Regions from separate parts of the Anolis sagrei genome. Here all the other regions are linked to region 2. The links are chromatin contacts, called in public Hi-C maps. All regions are on one chromosome and are shown on one strand. Each heading gives the region's core, a stretch centred on a gene start, on an enhancer-like site or on the middle of the called end of the contact. The rest is flanking DNA. Distances are from core to core; before and after follow the strand shown.

Region 1 (4,480 bases), core at 717-3,216, 230 kb after region 2:
ATGATATTGATGCAGAGAATGACCAGGAGATCCCTGTATAAATATGTGAGGAACAAGTCATAGAGAGGAGGGAGCAAGCTTGTTTTCTGCTGCCCTGGAGACTCCTGCTTGGAGATGGTGGCAGGGTATAAATAAAGTTTATTATTATTATTATTATTATTATTATTATTATTATTATTATTTGAAACACAAGATGAGTCCACAGCAGATACTCTGCTGGCTGTTGAATTGGATCACATGTCAGACACTTCCCATGCATTATCAGCGAATAATGCATGCAGATCCCAGTAAGGTGGCCTTCTGCAGCTGGCAGATGGTAATTTTGTCAGGGCTGATTGTGTTTAAGTGCAGGCCAAGGTCTTTAGGCACTGCACCCAGTGTGCTGATCACCACTAGGACCACCTTGACTGGCTTGTTCCATAGTCTTTGCAGTTTGATCTTTAAATCCTCATATCATGTCAGCTTTTCCAGTTGTTTCTCTGCAATCCTGCTGTCATCTGGGAATTGCGACATTGATGATCCATACTTTGTTTTTTAACACAATTGTTAGGTCAGGAGTATTATGCTCCAAAACTCTGTCTGAATCCGGAAGTCCCAGAGGAGTTTGGCGTGTTCATTCTCTGTAACTTTGTCCGTGTTGGGGTTCAGCCTCCGTGTGAACCTGACCCTCAGCCTCCATGTGAGCCTGACCCTCAGCCTCTGTGTGAACTTGAACCCGATTATTTGATTGTATTTCCTGATGCAACTGAACAGGCTACTGAACATGTATTTTTCCCTGATGGTTTGGAAACTGGTGATTCTGAGGGCAGTGGCTGGGAAAGTGAAACTACACAACCTGATGAGACTGTTTCTGAATCAAGCAGTGATAACTCTCCAGAGGAGCGAACACCTGCCTTTTTTAATGAGGATAGAAGAGTACAGATTTGGAAAAACAGGAGTGAATCACAGAGCTTGCGAAGGTCAAGTAGATTAAAGGAAAAGGAGGCTTCCAAGCCTGGAGGCGTGTCCTGAAACAGTTTCTTTAGTTTTAAGTGTCTCCCCCCGGGCTGTCTCGTTAGATCAAGCATAGTTTAGACTGAGGCATTACCTTGGCAGAGTTCCCGTTTCCCATGGCCTGCATTCCCAGAGGCTTCTAGTTTCCAAGTACGGTTAGTGAAATGCTAACAGGTTCCAGGTTTTCATAGTGTTGCTTTTGGAATTTTGATCTAGTTCAGAGATATTCCTGACTGCTGAGTTTTACTGTGGCATTTTGACTTTGCATTTTCCTCGATTTTGTAACCATTTTTCATCAATAAAAAAGGATTGTTTTTTCCCACAGTCAAGTGTGGTGGATTTAATCTTATGGTCTCGTTTCCTGATCTGGGTTGCAACAGTCTGGCTTGTGATACCACCCGTTCTTTGTCGCAGGCAGATGGCATTTGTGGCACAAGCTTCAATTGATCATCTGAGCAACAGTGTTATGCCTCTGCTTGTAGTCTGTCTGTGCGATCTTCTTGCAGCAGCTGAGGATGTGATCTATTGTTTCATCTGCTTCCTTGCAGTCAACACTTGGGATCTGTTGTCAACTTTTCAGTTCTGGCCTTGATGGCATTGGTTGGAATGGCTTGTTCTTGGGCTGCCAGAATCAGGCCCTCCGTCTCTTTTTTCAGAGTTCCATTCGTGAGCCGCAGCCATGTTTTTTCTTTGTCAATTATTTTATTATTATTTTATTATTATTATTATTATTATTATTATTATTATTAAACTCCCCTGTTGTGCTTGGGGGGTGTAAACGCACAGGTCAATGGGTGTGTTGCCTCCCAAGAGGGAGAGAAGACAAGGGGGACGAGTGCCAAAGGGGTGTGTACGCATGAGTGTGCCAAAGGAGTGTGTCCAAAGGGGGCGCCTTATGGGTGGAGGAGGAGGAGCAGGGCCTGTGTCCGGCGAAAGGACCGCCCTCCTTCCCCTCTCCTCCTCCTCCTCCTCCTCCGTCTCCTCCTCCTCTTTCTCTTTCTGGGCAGGAGAAAGGGCCTCCGCGGCCTTCCCCGTCCTCCTCCTCCTTCTTCTCCAGCTCCAAAGAGGAGGAGCCGCTTTCGGTTTATATTCCCAAACAGCGCTGCTTTGATCCCGGTGCGGGGCTCAGCACAGGAAGCCATGCAGGTAGAAAGCGAGGCGGAGGGCGTTCTCCTTCGGGAATGAATGCAGCTTGACCCCAATACTCTGGGATCCTGGGAGCGGGGCTTGGCAGGCGCTGGCTCCCAGGGTTCCATCGCACTCAGCCATAACAGGCAGTTCAAGCTGTGTCCCTCCTGCACCGCTTTGATCCGGCTCTCTTTCCTTCCTTCCTTCCTTCCTTCCTCCCTCCCCAGGCAGGCTCCAAGCAGGCGGTGCTGGCAGCGGCGCAGGAGCTGCTGAAGTTTGTGAACCGGAGTCCCTCCCCTTACCATGGTAAGAGTCTTCCCGCCCATCCACACAGGCCTAAAACCCAGAATAGCAAGGCAGATCATAGACTCCTAGAGTTGGAAGAGACCTCGTGGGCTATTCAGTCCAACCCCCTGCCAAGAAGCAGGAAAATCACATTCAAAGCTCCCCGGACAGATGGCCATCCACCCTCTGTTTCAAAGCTTCCAAAGAAGGAGCCTCCACCACACTCCGGGGCAGAGAGTTCCACTGCTGAACAGCTCTCACAGTCAGGAAGTTCTTCCTCATGTTCAGGGGGAATCTCCTTTCTTGTAGTTTGAAGTCATTTTTCTTTGTCTAGTCTCCCGGTGGCACAGTGGGTTAAAGCACCAAGCTGTTGAACTTGCTGACCGCAAGGTTGCAGATTCTAATCCAGGGTGCAACATGAGCTCCTGCTCTTAGCACCAGCTTCTGCCAACCTAACAGTTCAAAAACATGCAAATGCAAATAGATCAATAGGTAACGCTGCAGCGGGAAGGTTATTTATTTATTTACAGTATTTATATTCTGCCTTCCACCCTGCAGGGGGCTTAGGGCGGATTATAATGTACATATACATGGCAAACATTCAATGCCATAGACACACAACATATATAGACAGACACACAGAGGCAATTTAACATTCCAGCTTTTCTTGAGGGTATTTTGGCCACCAGAGGAGCCGTTCCTTCACCGACCGTTTGTGACACTGATGAAGTACTTCCTCATTCTTTGCATGCTTGCTGGAGATTTTTATGACCTCGTAAATTAGTTAAATTTGCCTCCCCGCATAAGCAATACCTACATTTCCTACTTGGCAGATGCAACGGTCTTTTGGGCTGCAAAGGTCAACAGCAGGCTACACATATTGGTCGGACCCTCACTGCGACCTGAGCTGGCTTTGAACTCATGACCTTTCAGTCAATGGTAATCTTAATTTAGCTGACTCACAGCCAGCTGCGCCACAGTTCCGGTGCTGGCCACATGACCTTGGAGGCGTCTATGGACAACGCTAGAAATGGAAATGAGCACAGCCCCCCAGAGTCAGACACGACTGGACTTAATATCAGGGGGAAACCTTTACCTACTAGTCTCCAGGGCAACAGAAAACAAGCTTGCTCCCTCCTCCCTATGACTTCCTCTCACGTATTTATACATGGCTATCCTGTCTCCTCTCAGCCTTCTCTTCTTCAGGCTAAACATGCCCAGCTCTTTAAGCTGCTCCTCATAGGGCTTGTTCTCCAGACCCTTGATCATTTTAGTCACCCTCCTCTGGACACATTCCAGCTTGTCGACATCTCCCTTCAATTGTGGTGCCAAGAATTGGACACAGTGTGATTCCAGGTGTGGTCTGACCAAGGCAGAATAGAATAGAGGGGTAGCATGACTTCCCTGGATCTAGACACTGGACTCTTATTCATGCACGCCAAAATCCCATTGGCTTTCTTTGCCACCACATTGTTGGCTCATGCTTAACTTGTTGTCCATGAGGACTCCCAAGATCTTTTTCACACGTATAATCCACAATATCTGCTTTGAACCGGGTTATCTGAGTCCACACTGCCATATAATCCAGTTCAGTGTGGATTCTATACAGCTGTGTGGAAGGAGTCTGAGACCACAACCCAGTTTTTTCAAAATGCAATTATCACAGGGACAGAAAGGGAGGTGAAATCTTCTGAACAGGGCACAAGACAGAAAAGGGGTGTTAGCCGTTTATTATATTATGTAAAGCAGTGGTTCTCAACCTGTGGGTCCCCAGATGTTTTGGCCTTCAACTCCCAGAAATCCAAACAGCTGGTAAACTGGCTGGGATTTCTGGGAGTTGTAGGCCAAAACACTGGGGGACCCACAGGTTGAGAATCACTGATCTAAAGCTAATATACTCTGTGTGTGTAGACATACATACAGGGGTGTTAACCCTTCCTTATATTATCCAAAGCTAATATTCAGTATGTGTGTGTATAGAGTTACACTTAAAATGTACCTGTACTGACTTACAAACAAATTCAACTTAAGAACAAACCTATAGATCAGACATGAGCAAACTTCAGCCCTCCAG
Region 2 (4,826 bases), core at 415-2,914:
TTTTTTCGGGCTATATGGCCATGTTGTAGAGGCATTCTCTCCTGACGTTTCGCCTGCGTCTATGGCAAGTATCCTCAGAGGTAGTGAGGTTTGTTGGAACTAGGAAAATGGTTTCATATATCTGTGGAATGACCAGGGTGGGACAAAAGACTCTTGTCTGTTGGAGCTAGGTGTAAATGTTTCAACTGACCACCTTGATTAGCATTTGATGGCCTGGCAGTGCCTGGGGCAATCTTTTGTTGAGAGGTGATTAGATGTCCTTATTTGTTTCTTCTCTGTTGTTTTGCTGTTGTAATTTTAGAGTTTTTAAATACATAATATAATTGTTATGTTGTTTTACGCTGTTTTATGCTGTCTTAATTGTTATTGCTTTGCTTTTAATTGTATTCTGCCTTGGGCTTGGGCCCCATGTAAGCCGGACTTGGGAGATGGAGACGGGGTTGAAAAATAGAGTTCTTCTTCTTCTAATTGACTCCTGTATGTTTCTATCAGCCCTGTCCTTGCAACTGTTTTGCACAAGCCCCTGCCTCACTCCTTAGCTCAATATGTGGTCACTATATTAGGCTATTGGTCGTTGTTGATATTTATGTTTTTATGATGTTTGTATTTCTAATTTTACTGTGTTATATTTTAATCTCTGTTTTCCTGGACTTAATCCCCATGTAAGCCTTCCTGAGTCTCTTTGGCTTGACGGTGGGATACAAAAATAAAGTTATTATTATTATCATCATCATCATGGGAGTTGTAATTTGATGTGGCAGGGGTTAAACAACGTCATTGTGTTATTGTTAATGTTTATTGCTATTTTCTGTTTATGAGTTTATTTATTATTGTATTACTGTTGCTATGTTTTATTGTTGTATTGTGGGCTCGGCCTCATGTAAGCCGCACCGAGTCCCTTGGGGAGATAGTAGCGGGGTACAAATAAAGTTTAATAATAATAATACCGCAAATCCCACAATTCCATAGCATTGAGTTCAAGGAGTGTCTACAGTGTAGATTCACCCAAGGTTAAGAAGAAGCAGCAATATTCTAAAAATATATACTGTTAGGGAGTCACCGGTGGCGCAGCTGAACTTGTTGATCGAAAGGTCGCAGGTTCGAATCCTGGGAGTGGGGTGAGCTCCCGCTGTTAGCCCCAGCTTCTGCCAACCTAGCAGTTCAAAAACATGCAAATGTGAATAGATCAATAGGTACCACTTCTGCAGGAAGGGAATGGCACTCCATGCAGTCATGCCGGCCACATGACCTTGGAGGCGTCTACGGACAATGCCGGCTCTTCAGCTTAGAAATGGAGACGAGCACCAACCCCCAGAGTCGGACACGACTGGACTTAATGTCAGGGGGAAGGAAACCTTTACCTATACTGTTGATCCTGGACTGGTGGGGCAATGGCTTATGGGGCGGTTGAAGGGCAGGAGACTCCCTGGGACAGGTTTAGGAAGAGAAAAATTAGGAGGCGTGGAGGTGGGTCTTACCTTTCTGGGGTCCCCCGATGAGGATGACGGCTTTCAGCATCTCTGTTGTGAGCAAAGATGATGCGGGGAAAAGCAGCCACGAGAGAGCCCCCGATGTCCTCGCTCAGCTCCACTTGAATGGCGAGCCCTACTTCCGAACACGTGGAAACGCCACGTCACGCCAAAACGCCCGGGTCACGGGGCGGGACAGCGCCTCTCTTGGCCAAACCTCTCCTGGCCAATCCGAGGGGAAGTGCATCTATATTGCAGAATAAATGCAGCGTGGCCCCATTTTACCAGCCATGGCTCAATGCTATGGAATCTTATGTGTTTGGAGAGGCACCAGCCCTCTTTGGCACAGAAGGCTCCAAGTCCTTGTGAAACTACACCTCCCACGACCCCAGAGCATTGAGTCATGTCATTCAAAAGTGGTGGCGTTTCTCTCTGCTGCTGCTCCCTCTCTTCTGCGCCTCCTGCAACGTGGACCAGTCACAGAGGAGCCTCAATAGATCCCAGCAATGCCCAGGAAGGGAAAGTATTTATATCTCCTCCATAGCAGCCGGCTTTGCTGCGAGGGTGGGATCCTGCAATGCCGCCTAGAACCTCTAGGGGGAGGCATTGCCAAGGGAATGGAGGCAAAGTCCAGACTCCTCTCTAAAGGTGCTTCAGTATAGATTCAATGCAATTTGACACCCCTTTGAGTTTAGGGCTCACTGCTATGGAGTCATGGGAGTGGTAGTTTTGCCAGATCTTAATACTGGTGTTTCACTACACAACAAATCCCAGATTTCCACAAAATTGAGCCATGGCAATCAAAGAGGTGCCCAGCATGCACAATGGAGGACCTTCTTATAGTAACACCAGAGGCACTCCAAGTGGTCAGCTACTGGTCAAAGGACATTTAATCAACTACCAAGCTTGCAAACTTTGTGTTTTGTTTGTTTGTTTAAAAATGCAATACAACTGTTTGGCTTGCTCCTGACACGATAAATAAATAAATGTGTAACACGAGTTTTGTTCCTGGGTTATAAATGTCATTTCCTAATTGTTTCTATCATAAAACATTGAAAAGGTTTATTAAACTATAGCACGTTCTGCTATAGTTTTTTAATCTCATAGGTAAAGGTAAAGGTTTCCCCTGACATCTAGTCTGTTAGATTGTTTTGCAATCAAGCATGCATTTAGAAATAGCCTTTTCTCTCTAGTCACCATGTTCTGTTTCTGGAAGCTAACACTCTAGCATTCAAAGGTATTTCTTGACCGTCATAAAGTTGCATGCTGGGATATCAGGGAGAGATGGCCGCCACTGACTACATGTCAACTCTCAAGTATTACCCTGGAAATACTGTGACCGCAATAGTATATGCTCAGAGCCAACAACAAGAAGTTGTGGTTGCCAGACCCTGTCAACATCCTCTTAAATAACAAACAATCTCTGGTGACATTCTGTGCTGGTTATATAGACCTCAGATAAGGAGGAACATCTTCTAGAGAAAATAAGTCTACATGTTACATCTTTTTGAGATTATAAAGGAAAGCAAGTTCAGAAGAGCAGGAAGTTAGTATGTTTTTCCTGTGGGCTCTTCCTGATTACACTAAAAATACGAGAGCTCTCATGGTGTAGCTCAGGCATGGGCAAACTTTAGCCCTCCAGGTATTTTGGATTTCAACTCCCACAATTCTTAATAGCCTACCGGCCATTAGGAATTGTGGGAGTTGAAGTCCAAAACACCTGGAGGGCCCAAGTTTGCTTATGCCTGGTGTAGATCCTATGGTTTGACCTCTGAATGATTCCATTGTATTTTTTCAGGAGGAGGTTTTCTTTCCAATTTTTTCTTGTATTTGCACCAGAGGTTTTCTAAAGGTTTTTTTTTTTTTTTTTACCCCTAGCTGGGGCATGACTTAATGAGATAGTCCAATGGGTTGAAAAGCAAAATTCCTTCTTGTTTATTTAATGATAGTGGTACACCAAAGCACTGACAGTTCAGGCTCAGACTATTTGAAAAACTGCATCTCTGCATACAAACCAGCATGAGCTCAGCAGTCCATGTAGGAGGTCCTGCTCTCGGTCCCACCCCCGTCTCAGGTATGGCTGGAGGGAACAAGAAAAGAGGCCTTCTCCGTGGCTGCTCCCCGCCTCTGGAACTCGCTCCCCAAAGAACTAAAAATGGCCCCCTTTCTCCTCTCCTTTAAAAAACTTTTAAAGTCTCATCTGTGTAACCTAGAGGAGGAGGACTAGCATATCTTAAACTCATTCTTCCCCGGGCATAGGACACCTATCTCAGCCTGATGATGTAATGCATTATACTATGCTTTTAACGCATTGTGTTTAATTGGTTTGGCATCATGTGTTTATGATGTTTATTTAGTTTAAGCCTAGGTTCTGGTTGTTTATACATTTATTGAATATATTTATTATATATTTTGCCTTGAGTGCTGTTTATTTGTTTTTTGGCATTGAATGTTTGCCATTTTGTTTTTCTTGTGAACTGGCCTGAGTCTCTTTATAAATAAATATTATTATTATTATTATTATTATTATTATTATTATTAATAATAATAAGGGTGGTTTATAAATAAAGTATTATTATTTTAAGAAAAAAGATATTCAGAATGAAAAGAAACTGACATGGGAGTGTTGCAGCTAGCCTTGAGAATTGCTAGAAAATACAGTCAGTCTCCAAGTTATGAATAAGATAAGTTCTGGGGGTTTGTCCTTATTTATTTATTTACTATATTTATATCCCACCCTTCCCAACCCTATAGGGGACTCAAGGCGGCTTATAGCAGAGGCAAAATTCAATGCCTTAAACAATTCAACAATTAAATTGTTGAATTTGTTTGTAAGTTGGAACAGGTACATTTTCAAAGTGTAACTCCAGACTGCCTGTAGTACTGAATTATAATCTGGATGTATAAAACAAAATTTAGGAACAAGTCCTGCAGTCTCTTGAAACATTCATCCCACCTGGAGGAGTTCTCAGTATGTGTCTGTATGTATATATGTGTTTTATGTCACAAGGTACATGTCATCTTCCTTTAACCCAGAATAAGGAATCTGCAGCCCTTTGCATGTTGGACTGCAACTCCCATCAGCCCTAGCCAACACAATGGATGGGTGGAGTTGCAGTCCAACAACCTCTGAAGGACTCCTCCTTGCCCACTGCTGTCATAAATAATGGAAGCTTTGATCTCGGGGCTTTTCACACTAGGCCCTTATGATTCTACTTTAAGTCCCATGGCCTTAGCCTATGGGAACTAGGCATAAGTAGTGTGTTGTTATTATGGGCCCTCGAGACATTTCTCATTTAGGGCAACCCTAAAGTGACCCAATCACATAATTAGAATTTTTTATTCTACAGATTTTGG
Region 3 (4,616 bases), core at 485-2,984, 170 kb after region 2:
TTTGAATGGAATTCTGGGATTTATAGTCCAGAAAGAAACTTTCTTTACCTATACATGTAAACCAGCCTCCATTACAACCCACAGAAACCCCTGTTACGCCCCATCATGTTTTTACTCGCGACAAAGATGTGCTCAGTGACAGCAATTGGTTTCAGGACAAAAATCCAAGGGTTCAAGCTAGCTTCAGAACCAATAATTTGTAACTAGAAATCTTCAACTAATGCTGCATATGTTTGCTGACTGTTGTGAGAAATGAACTCGACACATTCAGAGGCATTTTGTCATTATTTTACCATTCTAAGGGCTACACACTGGTAGGACAAGGGGATCTCATCCGCAGCAGAATCTTGGATTTTATTTGATTCTGCCAAGTCCTAGGGTGCATCTTTACACTATACTATCAAAGCACTGTGATACCACTTTAACCGCCATGGTTCCCTCCTATGGAATCCTCAGTTTCTAATTTGGGGAGGAGCTTGGAAAGCTCTGGTGCTACAGTTCAGGGGAATGCATAAATTGAAGTTTCTCGTCAAACAACCCAGTATTCTATAGAACGGAGCCATGGCAGTTACAATGGGATCAAACTGCTATAACTATACAGTGCGGACAGACACTTAGACATAATTGGAATCTGAAGACTTAGGAAAGAACAGTGGTTATTGTTCCTATCCAAGGACTCCATTGGTAGTTTCTGGCATAGAGTTTGCTATACAAGAAATGCACATGCCCACAGAATATCTGCTCTGTCATGGCGCCTGCCCAATCCCCCCAACACACACACAATTTACCCATACCTTCCATGTCTGTGACTGTCACTGTGGCACTGCTGGCTGCCTCACCATGGCGGTTCTTGGCCACACACCTGTAGATCCCAGCATCATCCACTTTACTGTTGCAGATCCGAAGGCAGCCATATTCATCCTCATCCTCCTCTTCCTTGTCTTTCTCCTTGGTGGGGTCAATCAGTACATTCTCCTTGTACCAGCTCAGGTGTGGCCGGGGGTTCCCGATGACAACCACCTTCAGCAGGGCATCGTGGCCAATGCTCACCGCTACATCCTTCAGTTCCTGCAAGAACACTGGGGCCTCAGCAGGCCCTTCTTGTTCCGCTGTGACTTTGGCTCTCTTTGGAGGGATGGCCGGGCTTGGTGGGGCTCTCCCCAGGCCTCGTCCTCCTGTCCCCCCAGACTCTTCATTGGCCCGACTCCGGTTGCTTTCTCCCAGGTTTTTCTGCATGGCTTCTTGGGCACCAGAGAACTTAGGTTGCTCTCACACTCGTCTCCTGGATTCTTGCAGCCCTATTCCATCCGAGCCCCTCGCCTAGGACTCAGTGATCTTACCAGTCCCGTAGGGCCCAGCCAAGCCCCCAGCAGCCGTTCCCCTTGCTTGATGTTCACCCTCTGTGTGTGCGTGCGTGCGCATGACCCCCTGGCTGCTGGGTACCTGCCAGGGGGCATTGACGTGGCTCCAGGTGCCTGCCCACCCAAGCCGGACAAAGTCCCAGAAGGTCATTCCTCTGCCAGGCAGGAGACTATTTTTAGGCTGGTCTCAGGTTGCAGCCAGCCCATCCCAACACATCAAGGCAGGGAGTCAGACACTTTGCAGAGAGTTCAGCCTTCTCAGTTTGCCTCTCACCACCTGCTTCCCAAACCTGTAGCTCCAGAAATTTTTACTAATTCTTAATAGATCTTCAAACCACAGACTCCCCCCTCACAACCATGCTTTTGAGGGACCTCAGGGCAAATGAGCCCCACCCTCTGCGCAGTCTTCCCCTCTCCTCCTCCTCCTCCTCCTCTCAAGTACCAGCTGCTGTCTGATGTGTCACATTCCTTGAACCAAGCTGAGAAGAGCAGAGCGTATGACTGGAGTGACTTAGCTTCTCTAGTAAAGATAGACTTGGGCGGATGGTGCTTTCCATATAAGTGGTGGGCAGTGGGGGGTGGGGCTAAGGGCAGGGGGCAGCCCTCTGTCCGTCATTCCTTCACAAATCATGTTAGGAGCACAGTCTTGAAAAACAATTTGGGGGTACTACAGTTTCAAGAATCCGCTAGTACACTCACTGGCCATAGTAGCTGGGGATTTTAGGCACTGTAGCCAATAGCTATTTTTTTTCTAGCCTTGGACACTGGAGGTCCTTCCACATAGCCCTATATCCCAGAATATTAAGGCAGAAAATCCGACATTATCTGAGTGTGGACTCAGATATCCCAGTTCAAAGCAGATATTGTGGGATTTTCTGCCTCAATATTCTGTGCTATAGGGCTGTGTGGAAGGGCCCTTGGAAGAGTGTCTGGGGAGATGATGTGTCCTCTTTGAATGTGGACAAACCTAAGGATTCACAATATGACTGTTCAAGTCTTTGCGAAATTTTTAAAGTCGTTTTCCCTCCACTTTTAGATTTGTGCTTGGGTCATGTCATTTTTGTGTGTCAAGAGGACTCTTCAGAGGGGGCTGCAATGCCAGCAGGCTCCTTGGGTAACTTTGGGGGGGGGGTGAGGGGCTGGGGGCGGGCATTCCCAAAGAACCGAGATGGCTGTGGGGATTGACTCCTGGACTGTGAAGCCCTCACCTGGAAAGACCCAGACCGGAGCAAACTGGGAAACGTGTTGTCAAGGGCTTTCATGGCTGGAATCACTGAGTTGCTGTGAATTTTCTGGGCTGTATGGCCATGTTCCAGAAGCTTCTGGCACATGGCCATACAGCCCAGAAATCTCACAGCAATCCAAACTGGGAAATCCCGGTTTTCTCTGGATTTATTTGCGTTTACCTAAAGCATCATTTGGATGCCTCAGGTAAAAGTGAGACAAGTCCCACATTTGGGCCTGTCTGGAAGCCTCTTCTGCACTGCCATATAATCCAGATTATCAAAGCAGATTATCCACAGTATCTGCTTTGAACTGGATTTTATGAGTTTACACTGCCATATACTCAAAGCTCTTTATATGGTTTTTAATTTTGTTTTAAATGTTTTTAAGTGTATATTGTTAAGGCATTGAATGGCTGCCTGGTTGTAGGCCGCCTTGAGTCACCTTCGATTTTAAGAAAGGCGAGATAGAAATATCATAAATAAATAAATAAATAAATAAATATAATCCCATTCAAAACTGATAATCTGAATGGTGTATGGCAGTGTAGAAGAGGCCTTACAGGGTGTTTTTGAACCAAATGACTTCAAAAAATCTATATAAATGGATGCCACCCCATCCAGGAATACAATCAAAGAAAATGAACACAGGGGAAGTAAGGAGGGATATCATTTGGTATAGGTTGCAGGGAAATAGAAGCACAGACCCAGCTGGCTGAAGGATTTGGGGACATCTGCTAAGTCCAGAGAATGCAGGGCTCAGGTACATGAAGGATGTGAGTTGCACCCAAAGCACTGGCAGTAATCTTCAAATCCACCCAGGTTCTCACTATATGGTTTGCAACAAATGGCTCTTGCAAGTAGAGGCACCCTGTGCATATCATCAAAAGAATGAGAAAACCAACCTGGATTAGTTGATCCAAAACAGAAAACACCTAAAAGTAACAATAATACTTTAATAACGCTAAGCTTGCTTTGCAAGCCCATCTAAGATCTGCAAAGGAAGGAGGGGCGATGACAGGGGAATTTTTGAACTGTGCTGCCACCTTCTGGAGAAAGAGTGGCCTTTGGAGGAGAAATAACTTCAATTTATCCCACTGCAATAGATCCTTCTTAATTTCACTCCATGTCTTAGTGTAATTACTCTGAAATAGCATCCATTTCATATTTGCCATGATAATGCCTATAGATTTAACTAACCTCTCAATCTTAAAACCATTTCCATCCATTGTAATGAAGTAACCTAAGGGCAAAGGAGGAAAGTAAAACTGGCCCAATTTAAAAACGGCTGGAAAACTGGAATATCTGCCAAATGAGACCAGCTTTTGTGTGTATGTGTGTGTGTGTGTGTGTGTGTGTGTCAGGAGCAACTTGAGAAACTGCAAGTCGCTTCCGGTGTGAGAGAATTGGCCATCTGCAAGTACATTGCCCAGGGCACACCTGGATGTTTTGATGTTTTACCATCCTTGTGGGAGGCTTCTCACATGTCTCTGCATGGGGAGCTGAAGCTGACAGAGGGAGCTCATCTGCGCTCTCCCCGGATACAAACCTGCAACCTGTTGATCTTCAGTCTACTGCCAGAAGTGTTTAACCCATTGCACCCCGGGGGCCTCCATCAAACCAGTTGGGGAGCTCCTTCACCCACCTGTGGTGGACGAGATCTCTGACGACCCAGCAGCTTGGTGTTGCGATTTCGCACACCATTTTGCAGGCAAGGTTGCCCAGATACGTCTTGAGCTCGACTCCAATTTCATCGCAGTGCCAGAGGAGGTGACTGAGGCATCTGCTTGTCCAATTTTGTGGGATTCTTTTCGGCTTGTTCTTCCTGAGACCGTGGAGGAGGTTCTTGGGGCTGTGAGGGCGACCACTTCGGCTCTAGACCCTTGCCCATCCTGGCTTATTAAATCTGCCAAGGAGGGGTTGGTTGATTGGTTTGTGTTGATCATTAACGCATTGTTGGAGCAAGGGATTTTTCCATCTAACTTGAAACAGGCTGTGGTTCGCCCACTCCTCAAAAAGTCGTCCCTTGACT

What was found. A called contact is a pair of places that touch in the nucleus more often than the background predicts.
Region 1: a contact with region 2 is called in a Hi-C map of mixed tissue, with 3 times the contacts expected there. The contact joins the promoter of DNPEP here to the promoter of GMPPA in region 2. A contact is called at or near these places in 2 of 2 Hi-C or Micro-C datasets (both in mixed tissue).
Region 3: a Hi-C map of mixed tissue shows a contact between it and region 2, with 10 times the contacts expected there. The contact joins the promoter of SPEG here to the promoter of GMPPA in region 2. A contact is called at or near these places in 2 of 2 Hi-C or Micro-C datasets (both in mixed tissue).

The regions. Positions count from the first base shown.
Region 1 is chr1:230,573,249-230,577,728 of rAnoSag1.mat, reverse strand. It overlaps DNPEP (aspartyl aminopeptidase), which reads left to right and starts at 1,966. Exons shown (of 15, transcript XM_067460823.1): 1 at 1,966-2,139; 2 at 2,349-2,427. The coding sequence starts at 2,134.
Region 2 is chr1:230,806,736-230,811,561 of rAnoSag1.mat, reverse strand. It overlaps GMPPA (GDP-mannose pyrophosphorylase A), which reads right to left and starts at 1,664. Exons shown (of 12, transcript XM_060772867.2): 1 at 1,479-1,664. The coding sequence starts at 1,518.
Region 3 is chr1:230,632,703-230,637,318 of rAnoSag1.mat, reverse strand. SPEG (striated muscle enriched protein kinase) reads right to left here and starts at 1,734. Exons shown (of 41, transcript XM_067460842.1): 1 at 795-1,734. The coding sequence starts at 1,236.